2 separate regions of the Triticum aestivum genome follow, and region 1 is linked to region 2. Evidence: chromatin contacts called from public Hi-C data. All regions are on one chromosome and are shown on one strand. Each heading gives the region's core, a stretch centred on a gene start, on an enhancer-like site or on the middle of the called end of the contact. The rest is flanking DNA. Distances are from core to core; before and after follow the strand shown. Region 1 holds the start of LOC123125419 (exosome complex component CSL4). Region 2 holds the start of LOC123122574 (protein ELC).

Region 1 (7,348 bases), core at 1,545-4,044, 160 kb after region 2:
TGCACTAAATTTCATGTGTTAAGTAGTTTGATTTGAGAAACATAGTTTTGTTAGAATACACCATTCATTTTTAGGGAGCCGAGCTCACTTTATTGAACCAAAATGTTGGATGGTCTCTGCTGATAATAGAGGCGCGTGGGAATGAGAGATAGGAGGAGAGAAATGAGAGCATGCACTGTTTGGCCGGATTCCAGTGGTTTAACATGCTGAACTAGACATGTTCATGGACAACTCGGCCATAAGCATGGATGTCTACCTCTAAGGGTATCTCCAATGCTGGCCCTCAAACCGTCCGGATCCGTCTAGACCAGACGATCCAGATCGGTTTTGCCATCGAACATGGTACTCATCTATCCGTAGACCGGTCTGGACGCCCGTTTCCAGCAAAGCAAAATGTGTGTGTGTTGGGGGGGGGGGGGGGGGGGTCGTGGGCGTCTAGATCGCTGTCACACACGCGTCGGACAACCCGGTTTGACGCGAAACCCTCTCCCTCGTCTGTGCACTTTCCCGCAAAGCAATTGTCGTGCATTCATGTTGGTCAGCGCCGCTTCAGAGTATCAGCGCCGCATTAATGCCGACCCAGAGCGCACGCGACCTCTCACTGGAGCTGGCATTGAAGTGGTGCGCCGACATAGAGCATGCTTGCCGGGGATGCTCTTTTTCCTTTTTCGGGAAGCACAATTGTTCTTCTCGCAGAAACATAGACCGTGCTTTTCCCTTTTCCAAGAAACACAAGTATTTTTTTCCTTTTCGGGAAGCATAATTGTCCCATGGAAGCGTAGGTTGTACTTTTCCCTTTTGCGGAAACATAGCTGCGCTTCTCGCGAAAAATCACTACTTCCAAAAAAATTCCATCAAAACATAAAAAACCAAGCAAAAGCCGAAAATAAAAATAAAACCGGAAAGCATGTGGAGAAAGAAAAAATCCTGAGGGTGCGCCCATCCTGCGACGTGGCGGCGGTTGGGCGTACCAAGTGGCATGCTCCTAGTCCAGCAAAAGTGACCCGCTGGATTTCCCACGAGAGGGTACACTTTATTATGTTTTTTAGGCTAAAAATGCTCAGTTTTATTCATTTGATAAAATGATCATTCAAATACAACTTAAATCCTGGCCCGGCCCGTTAGCGAACCTTTAAAAGAAATTAAGAGGAAAAAGGTAGCCCAAGCTAGGAATGAAACCCTGGACTTATAAATTGTTGCATTTTAGCGCTGCTAGCCAGTAAGCCTCGACCAAGTTCGTGTTAGACTTATAGGGCGCCACGTACTTAAGGTAATTTCTTCACCATTTTTTTTCTAATTTTTGTTTTCTTTTTGTTTTAACACTAGTTTTTTTCCCTTTTTCCTCTGTTTTCGATGTATTTTCAGTTTTCTCTATTTTTATTTGTTTTTTGTTTATTCTTGGTTTTCATTGACTTTTTTATTTTCTTTATTTATCTTCTATTTTTCTTTCTTTTTTGTTGATCTTATCTGGGTTTTTTTGTTTTTTAATTTTATTCTTCTCCGTTTTTTTTTCAATTTTGTTTTTCATTTTGTTCTTCGTTTTCCATCATTTTATTTTTTATTTTGTTTCCTTTTCTGGTTTACTTCGTTCTTTAGATTATTATTCTACATTTTTGTATATGTTAACAAAAAATTTCTAATACACGTCTAACTTTTTCCACTAGGAATTAAACATTTTTTAATACACGTTGAACAGTTTTTTCTTGACATTTTTTATATTTTGAAATGCTTGGTTAACATTTTTCATGTAAACGATTAACATTTTTTTAACAGATGGTCAACAATTTTTCTATATACATTTAATATTTTTTAAATACTTGTTCAATATTTTTTTGAAATGCTTGGTTACAATTTTTATAGACATGATAAAAAATTCATCATTTACTTAATAAATGGATAACATTTTTATTTTTAGAATTCACCGAACGCTTGATTAACATTTTTCAAATACTTGTTCAATATTTTTCAAATACTTATTCAACATTTTCAAATATTTGTTCAACAAGTTTCAAATACTCATTCAACATTTTCAAATACTTGTTCAATATTTTTCAAATACTCATTCAACAATTTTCAAATGCTTGTTCAACATTTTCAAATACTTGTTTAACATTTTTCAAGTACTCATTAAACATTTTTCAAATACTTGTTCAATATTTTTCAAATACTTATTCAACATTTTCATATTGGTTCAACGTGTTTCAACTACTCATTCAACATTTTCAAATACTTGTTCAACATTTTTCAAATACTCATTCAACAGTTTTCAAATGCTTGTTCAACATTTTCAAATACTTATTCAACTTTTTCCAAATCCTCATTAAACATTTTTCAAATACTTGTTCATATTTTTCAAATACTTATTCGTCATTTTCATATTTGTTCAATGTGTTTGAAATACTCATTCAACATTTTCAAATACTTGTTCAACATTTTTCAAATACTCATTCTACATTTTTCAAATAATTTTCCAACATTTTTAGAATATTTTTTATATAGTGATTTTGCAATATATATTAAAATATTTTAAAGTATAAACAAAAATAAAAAATAAAGCAAAAAAGGAAAACAGAAAATATAAAAAACCAAGAAAAACAGGCTATGGCTTCCCCGGCGCGTGGGCCGGTCCACCTTGCTCGCCCCCTTCATCGAGTCTGGAATAAATCAAATCTCAATCTCCAAAAACTTGGGCCGTTTCTTTAGCAAGTTGGGCCCATTTTGGAGCAACTGCTTGGGCTGTACGGCCTCGAATAAACGGGTGTGTTCAGCCCACAAAAGTCACCCGAAACGGACAGAGCGAAACCCTCTCCTCGCATTCCCCCGAACCCAAACTCCCAACCAATGGCGGCCACGGCGATGGAGCACGACGGCGGCGCCGAGGTGGTGGTCACCCCGGGGGAGCTCCTCGGGCCCTCCTCGTCCCTCGAGGCCGGGCGCGGCGCCTACGCCGACGGCCGCTCCGTGCGCGCGTCGGTCACCGGCCGCCGCCGCTTCGTGGCCCCCGCCCCCGGCTCCTCCGACCAGGTGGGGTTTACCTAGGGTTTCTGGGGCGGTCCGTCCCTTCGCTCCTCGCGCTGCTGCTTCTGATTGATTGGTTGGCTCGTTTTGGTTTGGCTGCAGAGGTCCACGGTGGAGGTGGTCGGGCACAAGGCGCACGGAGCCGTGCCTCAGCCGGGGAGCATCGTCATTGCCCGTGTAAGATCTCTCTCTGTTTCCAGGACAACGTTGATTGGAGTAGATTGATGTGCCGAGGCCGCGTTTTGTTCCATCGAATGTTGTTAGCTTTGCTTGGATGCATTTGTGTACCCGTCGGATGCCGTGGTTGAATTAGGGGCTGGATACTGTTGTTGTCTGTAATCATGCTTCATGTGGATATATCCGGCATATGTGGGTGGCAGTTACTTAAAATTATTTGAACTGTTAGAACACTAGAATGCAACGGCATTGCCTGTGCGAATAGACTCACCCACATAGAAATTACTTTTCCCTGTTAAAGGTTGAACTTGTTAACCTGTATAGCCTCACTGACTTGAAATTCAGGTAATGTTTGTGAACAACCAGCCTATTGTTCGTGTGTTGAGCCTAGCAGTAAACAAGTTCATATATGGCTGCTTGCTCCCAAACAATATCTGGTACATGTATGAAGATTTCTTTGTATCATCTCCTTATTGACCTCCGGAGATGACTTTACGTAACGAATATGGGGAGTTTGGTGTTTCATGGAAAGAGAACCTGGGCTTGCCCTCTGATTCTAAGCAAATAAACAGGGTGAAAATATCTTACATCTATATCTGTTTTTTTAGCAGATACTATCTCTTGTTCATAACTATCTTACCATCATTTTTTCGCATGTGTGGATATTCTGCTATAGGCAGTGGCACTGGTCAACGTCTCTTACTGTAGGTGGTTTAGCTGAAAGAGATTTGCATGCCAACTTCTTTTTAATTGCTGATGAAGTGCTAATTGATTGCTTGTTTCTTTTGCAGGTGACTAAGGTTATGGCTAGGATGGCTTCTGCAGATATAATGTGTGTTGACTCAAAGGCTGTCAAGGAAAAGTTCACTGGCATGATAAGGTATTGGCCCGTAGCTGTTATGCTGCCATTTGGTTCTGATCTTCATAGATTATTTGTATGGCTTTGCTTTTGAGTTGATTGCCAAAGTGTTTAGAGTCAATTGCTTTTGTTCATCATTTTTCTTGTAGATAATAGACAGTGTATTGCAGGGAAGTTAGTTCCTCATGCCAGGCTCTTATGTTTGTAGGCAGCAAGATGTTCGTGCAACTGAGATTGACAAGGTGGATATGTACCAGTCCTATCGACCTGGCGACATTGTCAGAGCTCTGGTTGTATCCTTTAGGGGGGAACGTTGTGTCCTATTTGTTTTCTCTTGGAGTCTTGGTCATGTGTATCTCCATGCTTCAAGTCACTTTATTTCCAGAAATTATTCATTTGATTATTTAGCAACCAGCTTCCAGTCTTGCCAGAGTACTTGATACTTTTCACCAGATTGCAAACCTTACATCACGCTGAAGCTCTCTCTTGGTGATGCAAGGGCATACTACCTTTCGACTGCCAAGAATGAACTTGGAGTTGTTTCTGCCCAAAGTATAGCTGGTAAGCTTTCTATTACTGCCATGCCCAATTACTCACCATTAATTTCAGGATGCAAGTATGCCTCGTGAAGTGAGTGTAGAAATTCGTTACAGTTGTTCCTAATATTGTATGATTCAGGCAGAATTGTGCTAATGCTGCTACCCTTGTTTTTCTCTATATAGGTGGTACGCTGGTCCCAACCAGTTGGACTGAGATGCAATGTGAATTGACTGGCCAAATTGAGCAAAGGAAAGTTGCAAAGGTGGAATAGATCTTGTTTACTTTGCCAGTTAGGAAGGTAAAATTTTTGGTTACAGAGCTGTTTCTCTCCTTCCAGCCTCAGGCCTCGGACTGTTTCAGTTATGTACTAAATGATGTGCCCTTATTTTACTAGTGGAAGCAGCTACTAGCCTGTAATGTATTGATATTCTGTACAGTGGCTAGTTGGCTACTTCAGCCTAGTCTCTGGTTTACAAGTTCTGCTCCGCACAGTGCACACTGATGCAGCCATTGATTATTGTCTAGCTCACTGTTGATCAGATTGCAAAAGTTCAGTAATCCAGTAAATGTTTCACTGGTCTACCCCTCTATCCACTGTACCATGCTTTCAAATGTTCATCGCCCCTATACCATTCCATTTTTTCTGCCTACCTGTACCTCCACCGGAAGTTTGTGGGTGTACTTGTAATAATCTCCTTATTGTCACTTTACAGGTTTTGGCGGTGTACGATATGTTCGATCGATCAATGGCGCTTGGTCCTCTTGACATGATCACTGCCACTTGATTTAGCACATTAACCTTGCTCATGTGGTACAACTTTGAGTGGGCTTTGATGACATGATCACTGCCACTTGATTTAGCACATTAACCTTGCTCATGTGGTACAACTTTGAGTGGGCTTTGATCGTGTAATACAATTATGCCCGTTGAATGTTATTCAGGCCTTTATGTGAGATTCTGATGCTCCGGTGTTCTTAGGTTTGTAAAAGTTGGAAGTTTTGGTGGAGGCTAGACTGACTATGGAAAACTTGACATCGAATTTTTTTCTTGCACACACAAAAAATGTCAAATTCTTGCACTGGAGACTTTACAGTGACAATTAAGGACGGTTTTACTGACACAGTGAAATTTGGGATTACCAGATGTCCAGTAGACTAATTGTCGTTTACGGGTCAGAGCAACAGTTTAATGCTGACCTGGAGCCTGGCCGGGCCAGTGCTACTTCAGCTGGTCGATAGCATTGTCGACCTCTCCAACCTACTCCCTCCGATCCAAATTACTCGTCGTGGTTTTAGTTCAAAAATTTGAACTAAAACCATGATGAGTAATTTGGAACGGAGTGAGTACTACCCAAGGTGGCCGGCCTGATCTCCCCCAAAAACTTAATTACTCTCGCTGCAAACTGCATGGTCAAAGCGATCTCGGAGGCCATGTGCATGTCTGAAAATGTTCTGAGAACATTGCCTTCGCCACCGAGCCACAAAGCGATTAATAATTTGCAGAAGGCTTTCAAGTTTCAAGGGTAAAAGATTGTTGTAACATTGTGAATGTGCGAGTAATGAGTGGTAAACCCTGAAGCTAAGTACTCCCTCTGTCTTAAATTAGTTGACTCAGATTTGCCATAGACATGGATGTATGTAGACATGTTTTAATGTTAGGTTCATATCTACTAGACAACTCTAACAGTCGAGGCAACTAATTAGGGAGGAAGCTAAGAGCATCTCCAGCCGTGCCCCCAACAGGCCCTTCCCAGACGATTTTTCCGTGCCGGCGCCCAAAAATCGGCCCAGTCGCGCCTTAGGAGCCCGATTTTTGCTGGTTTGTGCCAAAACTGGAGCCGGCGGACCCAGGCCGAACCTGGCGTGCTGGGGAGCGCCGGGGCGAGCGTTTTTGGCGCGAAAGTGGATGGGCCTGCCGAGTCAGCGAGACGCCACTTGGTCGCCCTCATCGCCTCGGTTCCTGCGGGAATCAATGCGAAGGCTGCCGCGCCGGTTAGCCTCCATTGATGCCTCACGGGTGGCGCAGTGAACGCGCCGCGACGCGCATCCCGCCACGCGTCGCCCGGCATGCAGCCCCGTCGCCGCCCAGCTGCGGCTATAAAAGCCGACCTCCCCGCCGGTGGACGCCACAGCTCTCATTCCCCCCCCCCCTCTCCGACGCAGAAAACACACTCTCCCCTCTTCCCGCCGACGGAAAAGATGGCCGAGAGGTACCCAGGGGACGGCGCGGCGGCGAACGGCTTCGGCCGCTGCCACCTCCAAGAGCCGGAGGCTCGCCTGCTCTACGAGGCCGAGTACCCGGCGCCCCCGGACATGCGGCTGCCGGGGACGTGGAGGCTCAGCGCCGGTGGCGTCCCGATGTCACCGGTGCCCGAAGGGGCGGCACGGCGGGCCGAGATCACCCGCATCCGCTCGACCCCGACGAAGGAGCAGCGGAACGAGCCGCGCTACGTCCCTGACAGCCACACCCTCCGGACCATGTACTTCCAACGCCGCCGCGAAGAGCAGATCACCTCCACCAACGGCGTCATCCCGCGGGGCTGCCTCAACGCCGACGGGCGGCACGAGTGGTGGGGCGTGCCAGGCCGCACCCTCGAGGCCGTGCTCGACCACATCGAGACCGGCAACGTGCCGCGCCTCAAGTACCCGCCGCGGCCGTCCTTCTCTCGCCGCCGTGGTAGCTCCTGGACACGGCGGCGGATGGAGCCTTTGTCGTCCTCGTCGTCGGGCTCCGGCTCGCCGACCGCGTTCCGC
Region 2 (7,750 bases), core at 5,017-7,516:
TGTCTGCTTGCTTATACACTAAATTACCCACACACTAAATTATCTACACACTGGGCATCTTTGCTTCTGTACTGGCATGCTGGGGCGGAGCCAGCCAAGCAGGCCGCCCCGAGCCGCCTTAATATACTGTAGCAGACATGTACAACAAAATGCTACAGTGCACAAAGAATCTGGGCCTTGCACCTCAGGCTTGCGCCTCAGGCCTGGGCCCTGGGAGCCTGTCTCCGCCACTACTGGTAGATCTTGGACGAGATCGAGGAACGGCTACAACAACTTCAACAAGAGGGCCTATGTTCCCAAGGCCGAGAAGCCGGCGGCGCTGCCCAAAGCTTACCTCAGGTCCCTCATGCCTCCTCCTTCGCAGAGGCGCCGTTAATTGGTTAGCTCTGATTCTCTAGTGTAACAGTGACACACATAGAGCAGAGCCTTGGTAGTATATAGCAATGATGTACAATAGGTACAAATTTAAGTTGGACCTTGAGTATGTTTTTGCAATGTACAAAGTGTTGAAGATAAATTATGCACTTGTTAGAAAATGATGCAGAGCAGAGTGAGATGTACTCATTGTGGAAGGTCATTTGAATTGGGTCGGGTATCTATCTGCAGGCCTACATCCATCATGCAATGACTAATAATTTAGTCCACTCTACCAAAAATGGCAAGTGATTGATTCATTTGATTGTATATGAAATGTTGCTCCCGTCAGCATAGCTATCAAATTTGGTTAGCTAGAAAGATTTCCATCCTTGAAGTCAACATGCTAGTTTAGAAATATAACAAGTACAGATGGCAGCGCTTGGTACTGCAAGAATCATATTAGAAATATAACAAGTACAGATGGATTGCTTGGTACTCCAAGAATCATATTCATATCATATCAGTATGAGCTCACAAAGATCTTGCCTGTACTTCCCGAACCGTAAGTGCTAAATAAGAAACTGTAAGTTGGCCGTGTGGTTGAAATTAGTGCAACTGAGAGGCGAGGGAAACAGAAAGATACCCTCAACGACACCGTGTCTAGCCTTCCTTCAGAGAGGCACCGTTAGTTATTTAGCTCTAATCCCCCAGTGTAAACTGTAACAGAGCAGAACCTTTGAACTAAAACCACGATAAAAATTATGGAACGGAGGGACTACATAGGAGTGATGTACAGCACAGATTCAAGCTAGACTGGTCAGTGCTGCTGCTCTCCTGCTGCATTAGGTATATTCCAACTTAATTGTGTTCTGTTGTGGTGGCCTTTGAGATTGACTCATTAGAATTTTAGAATACCAAGTGTATATCAATAGATACATCATGAGACATATTTTCATACTGTATATACTTGGTATTGCAGATATAAATGATTTTCTTTATAAACTTGGTCAAAGATTACTATTTTTGACCTTTAGAAATCCTTGTCGATAAGAATTATTTTGCTTACCACAGTGACAAGGCAATACTTATACTACATGAGAGTTTTTTGGCTGGGTAACCCTATCAGTGTGATCCTCTATGTGAAGCAGATCCTCAGTAAATGATGTACCGATCTGTAGGTTCTTTTGGCACCATAGAGATCGAGTGCCCGATTGTGTGAGAGCTTCCTGAGGGGACAAATAATTGTCATTTGTTTGCTGAACTCTGCCTTTCAAGCATTCTTCAGAAAATTCCTTCTTTCTAGCATATATTCGACAAATAAGGACATAATCTGAAAGCCTATTGCAGCACCAATGAATATGGGTACAGATTTAGGTACTTCAGGTCAGGATATGGGTACAGATTTAGACAGATGTGGAGCTGGCCTCACATCAAGTACAGTTGTACCAAGGAATACATTTTTCTGATAAAACGTCTGGAACAGCAAAGGTCCAAGCCTGGCTGAGTGGGGCTTCTTGTAAAGCCCAATGAACGCACCAATAAAACCACTGTTCATACAAGTAAAAACGTCTTCAACACTGGGCCCGTCTTGAACGAAATAACTACTCCAATACACACCCAATGCATTATGCATGCTGGTTTGATTGAAGTGTCTTGTTTTTTCTATCAGCTCCTGAACACACTTAATCGCCACGTTAACAGATTCCACCATCATGTCCAACTCAAAACTGAAAAGTGCATTTCAAAGGTCTTTTAGAAATTCAATCATGTGAAATGTTGTGATGTTACACTGTGCTTGCACTCTCTGTCCGAGAGTGGAACATCAGCATGCACCATGACCCCATGCCAAATTGACACATAAATCGGCAATGTGAGTCTTATTTACTACTCTCCCTCTGTTCGAAAATAAGTGTCATGGTTTTAGTTCAAATTTGAACTAAAAGCACGACACTTATTTTGGGACGAAGGGAGCATTTCTGTAGTCTTGTAAGAATGTTGATGTTTTAATCAAGCTTCGAAATAATTATATCAAATCTTGTTTTCAAATATCTTAATGGCAGAGTTCAACTTGTGACTACAATGAAATTCAGTGACCCGGACCCATAGTCTATCAAGCCTTCAGCTAACTATATAGGTGTTGTATGGAGCTTCAAAGTTCAGGTTAAGGTTGGTCAGAGTTGCAATGGAGCAGGAAGCAATTCTGCCATCTACCCTATAAACACCAACAATCTACTGACAACTTAAGATGGCTTAAATCTGACAACTCAATTCTGACTGCAAGAGTAGTAAATGCACATTTGTTTGATATAGTATTGCACAAAAACTTGAAAATCAATCAGATCTGAAAACAACTGGAGATGTCACATGCTACAGTCCTAAAGTGCAGCCTACCATCATACGGATTTACGATTATGCACATCATTGCTTATCCCTGCATGCAGTTTTGATCTACACAACCATTTCTACACTGATATCCAAGTGGGCTGTTTCGGTTTCTGTTCGCCCTAACACCTTTGGCAAAAGAAAGAACACGCTCTGTACCATCAAACCGAAGACAAAAAGGTCGAGCATCTTCCAATATTTCTAAAATGTAGTTATATCTAATTCTTTCTAAACTAAAAGTCAATGACAAAAAACTTGTGTATAGATATTCAGAAAGATGCACTGCACATGTGCGATGACTAAAGGAATAAAAACAGGAATGATGTTCACCTGTATATCCAGAACACTGGGGGCAAGATCACTCATATGAGATGGGCATAGATGATTCTTTTTCTCAAGGAAAGCATCCTGGATCGCCTGCACGCGATAGTCTGAATTATATCAGGGACGGTTGATGCCACAGCAGTTTGGAGTATTGACGAACACACCACCGAGCCCTGTCTTGATCGTGCCGCTTACCACCGCGCATGTGCTTCATGTTGCTATGTAATCAAATCCAAATTTTCAGTTGCTTCTAGGAAAATGAGTGGAAAGAACAGGCGCATGAACAAAGTTAAAAGAACACCTGCTGCAGTACTCTTGTGTTGCAAAGAACACCAGGGTTAGATCGCCTACTGTGGTACCCTTTAATAACATGTGGTACTCTTTAATAATATATGAATCTCCTGGGCACAAAATCCACACAGCAGGCCTGGCAGTAAATAAATTAACATCTGAAAGGTGAGTACTCCTCTTCTTTCTCCGATTTTTGGGGTGGTGAGAGATTCTCGTGGTGATGACAACTAATTTCGTTGCCAGTGCAAGGTCAGTGTGGTACCTAAACTCATAGATTCTTGAATCTGGTGCTGGGCTGATACGGGTATCGACAGCAAGAGTTCACACAGGTATGCGGCGTGCCGCCAAGCTAACTCTGCTAATAGTACTCCCTCTGTAAAGAAATATAAGAGCGTTTAGATCTAAACGCTTTTATATTTCTATACGGAGGGAGTATATTCTAAGGTGTTTTCAGTTCTCAAGCCACTGTTTGGTCTCTATATTCGTTGCTTCCTCCCTGAAGGATAGTCATATTGATAGGACAACTTATGCACATGCTTTGTACATTAGTGCAGCTCAAGAAATTGGTGTGCTTGGAAGTTGGAACCCTGTAATGTTTGGATCACATCTATGGAGATACAAATCTCTTTGTTACAATTTGTCCTCATGGCATGGGATTTCGTAACCAAGGGTAATTTTGGGGTGGTAAGATCGGAATAGGCTTTTAAATAGCTTTCCCGCATAACACCGCAAAAGGTTACCCAACTGTTTATAGTTTAAAAAACACCCCAAAAAGCTTTTAAAGAGCTTTTGAATACACTCAGTACCATACATAATCTACTTCAGCAAATTCAGAGTCTGCAATCCAAGAAACATTGTTTCAGAAAATAAACCTCAAGCCTAGACAAATTGCAATGAAACAGTCGGCTTCAGATCACACACACCTTCGAAACACCAACACCAAGCCAAAGCACCCGCCAAACTTCAGCGGCAGCACAACGGACAAAAAAATGGTTATGCATTTACAATTATCAAAACATATGTGCAAGCCGGATATCACAGCTAGGAGACTATTCCAGTTCCAAGTATCAAGAGTGGAATAAGTTCACAGCAGTGCCATGACAGAAGGAAAAAAGAACATCTAAATATCTAACATTCCCAAAGTACTGAAGAGTCCATATACTTCTCATACCTGGATTTCAATCTCCGGACTGCAATTAGGATAGTACAACTGTACCTAGTACAGCAACACACTAGGCTCTGTATGTTTTTTTTTGTTTTTGCCTATCTAAGAAAACAAACAAACAAACATACATACTGTAGAGACTTACCAAAGACAGAGACATCAATGAAATGAGTGTAAATTTCAAAACTGAGATATGTACTGCGAGTTCAACAACCCTACACAAACATCACCATGAACTTACAACACCCAAACTAATAAAGTTATTATTGTGACACATCCATCTGTTTGATATTCAGTAAGCACACACATCAACGACAACGGGAACCAACTTTACACTGAGCCACTCTCTTACAATGGATGGAATTGATCGATCATAAAGCATGTATACTGACCTATCCATCATCTTGGCTAGGAGGCGTACTGTGGTGCCCGTGCTGCCATCCTAGCAACCTGTGCCTGCTGCTGCGCATTGTTAACCTTGGTGCAGAGGACACGCTGGAAGAACTGCTCCCGTGCAAGTGCGCGCACGCTCCTGAGGTAGCCGTCGAAGGGCACCGATCCTTCCTGGACAGCTTTGTCAAGCGCGTAGATGGTGTCCTCGAGTGCCAAATCAGTAGCTGTGCACTCCAGCATCTGCCTGGACAGCACGTCAGCAGGCTGGATGGCCCCCTCCGCCTCAGTGGCATCGTCGGCAGCCCCCTTGCGGTTCTCGGCAACCCAGGCCTCAATGACGTCAGTGGCCATCACCACGTCCTGAAGCCGGCGCTCGAGCGTCTCCTTCTCCTCCGTGATCCTGCGAACCCCATCGTTCACCGCCTCCCCTCGGCCACGCAGCTCGGCCTGCACGGCGAAGAGGGAGTCGACCTCTGCCTCGCGGGCGGTGCGCAGGGCGGCAGCGTCCGCGTAGGCGGTGTCGACAAGCTTGGAGATGGCGTTGCGCTTGAAGACCTCAGCTGGGTCCTCTGTGGGCGGCTGGCGCGCGGCGAGCTGGGGCGATGCCGGGAACCTGTACGGGCGAGGGACAGGAGCGTAGACGGCCTCGGGGCGCATGGCGGGGGAGGCGGCGGCGGGAGGAGGAGCAGGATGAGCGGGAGGAGGAGTGGGAGACGGGGCTGCGACGGATCTGGTGAAGAGCGGCGGGTCGAGGCCGAAGAGGTGGGAGAGGGATCTGACGAGGTCGAGGAGGTTGGAGGAGGGGAAGACCCAGGAGCGGAGGTAGGGGGCGTTGGCGACGAGGCCGGAGCGGTCGACGAGCGGGTGGTGGGGCTTGATGAGCATGTCGCGGGTGGGGGAGAGGAAGACGAGGGGCGGGGAGCGCGGGTAGGTCTCGGGCAGCCAGATGACGGCGGGCAGGTTGTAGGTTGCCCCGGCGTGGTGGATGGGGACGGTGCCGTCGGCCTGGAGCAGGTGCGCGGCGCGGCCGTCGTTGTGGGTGAAGAGGGCCGCCTTGGGGTGGAGCGAGGGGAAGGCGTCGGCGAGGGCGACGAGGTGGTTGCGGATGAGCCACTTGACGTCCTCCGCGTAGGGGAGCGCCGAGGGACCGCGCTGGGAGAGGGCGGTGTTGAGGAACTGGTGCGCGTACTGCGCTCCGCTCGCCGGCGGCGGCGGGGACGGCGACGGCGCCATCGGATCGGGGCGGCGGCGGCTAGGGTTTGGTCCTCCTGCCTTCTCTCTGGATATTTGGGGGAAGGAGGAAGAAGAGTGCACGATAGGAGGGGTAAGGAAGGTTCGCTTCCCTTGCAATGAAGTAGTCTACTTTCTCAAACAAAAGAAGGGTTCGCTTCTTTGCAATGAAGTAATTGATTTTGCATCCGACTTGTTTTCTTAGAAAAAACCCTCTGACAAACTAATTTGACGAATAGAATTAGCAAAGATACATCTGAGTAGTTGACTGCCCATGTGTTGTCACGCGCTAACAAATAAATTTGTAAACAATGTTCTTTTACTCCCAACAAACAAGCACATTGCACGCAATGTTCAACCACAACACAAACACAAATACTTCTTCTTTGTATTCCAACAGACAACGTGCACCCCTCTAGCTGCTCTTTTCCATTGAGCTCATCGTCCATTGCCTTCTTTGTCATAAATCATTCATCCTCTCAATCTATTGCCTATTGACTCCGCAATGGCTTTTATGTCGTTCTTTTGTTGTCTTACTACTACGTACATCGTGCAATGATGGAACACTACCAACAAAATGATGAGATATAAGGCACCTCACCTTAATACAAATATTTAAAAATCTTGGCAACCCACCGTCGCGTCGCCCCTCGAGATCCAAGACGACGGTGACGCGGTCCCGTGAAGCCGAGGCTTCTAAGAGGAAGGGAGTGTTGGAAATATGAGCAATTTACCATGTGATTTTGTGAACAAAAATACTAGATAAAACATGACTATTATAACAGAGATAGAACAAGTCATGTAATCTAACAGAGAGAAGGTAAATAGCATCTGCATATATGAACTAGAACAGAACATATATAGAATAGACACTAGAACAAGAAACTGTGGCAGGAACTTAAACAGAAAGACGAAGACGTACTGAGCTGCGACAGAAGCATTGGTGACGGGGTTGACATCCTCGCCGGCCATGTCGTCGAAGAGGTGGTCAATGTCGGGGAAGAAGCCGTCGTTGGGGAAGTGATCGTCGGTGTCTGGGGTGTCCGTGATGAACAAGTCAGTAGTTGCACAGAGCGCTCCCCAAAAATCTTATCACCCTTCTCCCGTACAGGACTCAAAGAGGTGGGTTTCGGAGGCCTACTGTCCCGACCTGCGGTGCACGCCGCAAGCCGGGATGGTGAAGATCGTAGCAGTAGCTCAGTGCTCGGGAACTTGGAAGTAAGAAGAAGGCGGTGTTCTGATGTATCACTCTGAAGAGGAGCGACATCTCTTTTATAGGTCAATCTCCACTACAGAAACGTTTCAGCTCCCGCGTGATCATTCGTATGAAGGATATGCCCTAGAGGCAATAATAAAGTTGTTGTTTTATATTTCCTTATATCATGATACATGTTTATTATTCATGCTAGAATTGTATTAACCGGAAACTTGATACATTTGTGGATACATAGACAAAACACCGTGTCCCTAGTAAGCCTCTACTAGACTAGCTCGTTAATCAAAGATGGTTAAGTTTCCTAACCATAGACATGTGTTGTCATTTGATAAACGGGATCACATCATTAGGAGAATGATGTGATGGACAAGACCCATCCGTTAGCATAGCAT

What was found. Hi-C and Micro-C count contacts between places; a contact is called where the count stands out from the background.
Region 1: a Hi-C map of leaf shows a contact between it and region 2, with 6 times the contacts expected there. The contact joins the promoter of LOC123125419 here to the promoter of LOC123122574 in region 2. A contact is called at or near these places in 2 of 5 Hi-C or Micro-C datasets (both in leaf).

What each region holds. Positions count from the first base shown.
Region 1 is chr5D:445,416,806-445,424,153 of IWGSC CS RefSeq v2.1, forward strand. LOC123125419 (exosome complex component CSL4) reads left to right here and starts at 2,795. Exons shown (of 7, transcript XM_044545914.1): 1 at 2,795-3,024; 2 at 3,121-3,195; 3 at 3,987-4,075; 4 at 4,263-4,347; 5 at 4,534-4,615; 6 at 4,777-4,892; 7 at 5,308-5,556. The coding sequence starts at 2,842. The coding sequence ends at 4,865.
Region 2 is chr5D:445,253,450-445,261,199 of IWGSC CS RefSeq v2.1, forward strand. LOC123122574 (protein ELC) reads right to left here and starts at 6,267. Exons shown (of 1, transcript XM_044542787.1): 1 at 4,679-6,267. The coding sequence starts at 6,145. The coding sequence ends at 4,928.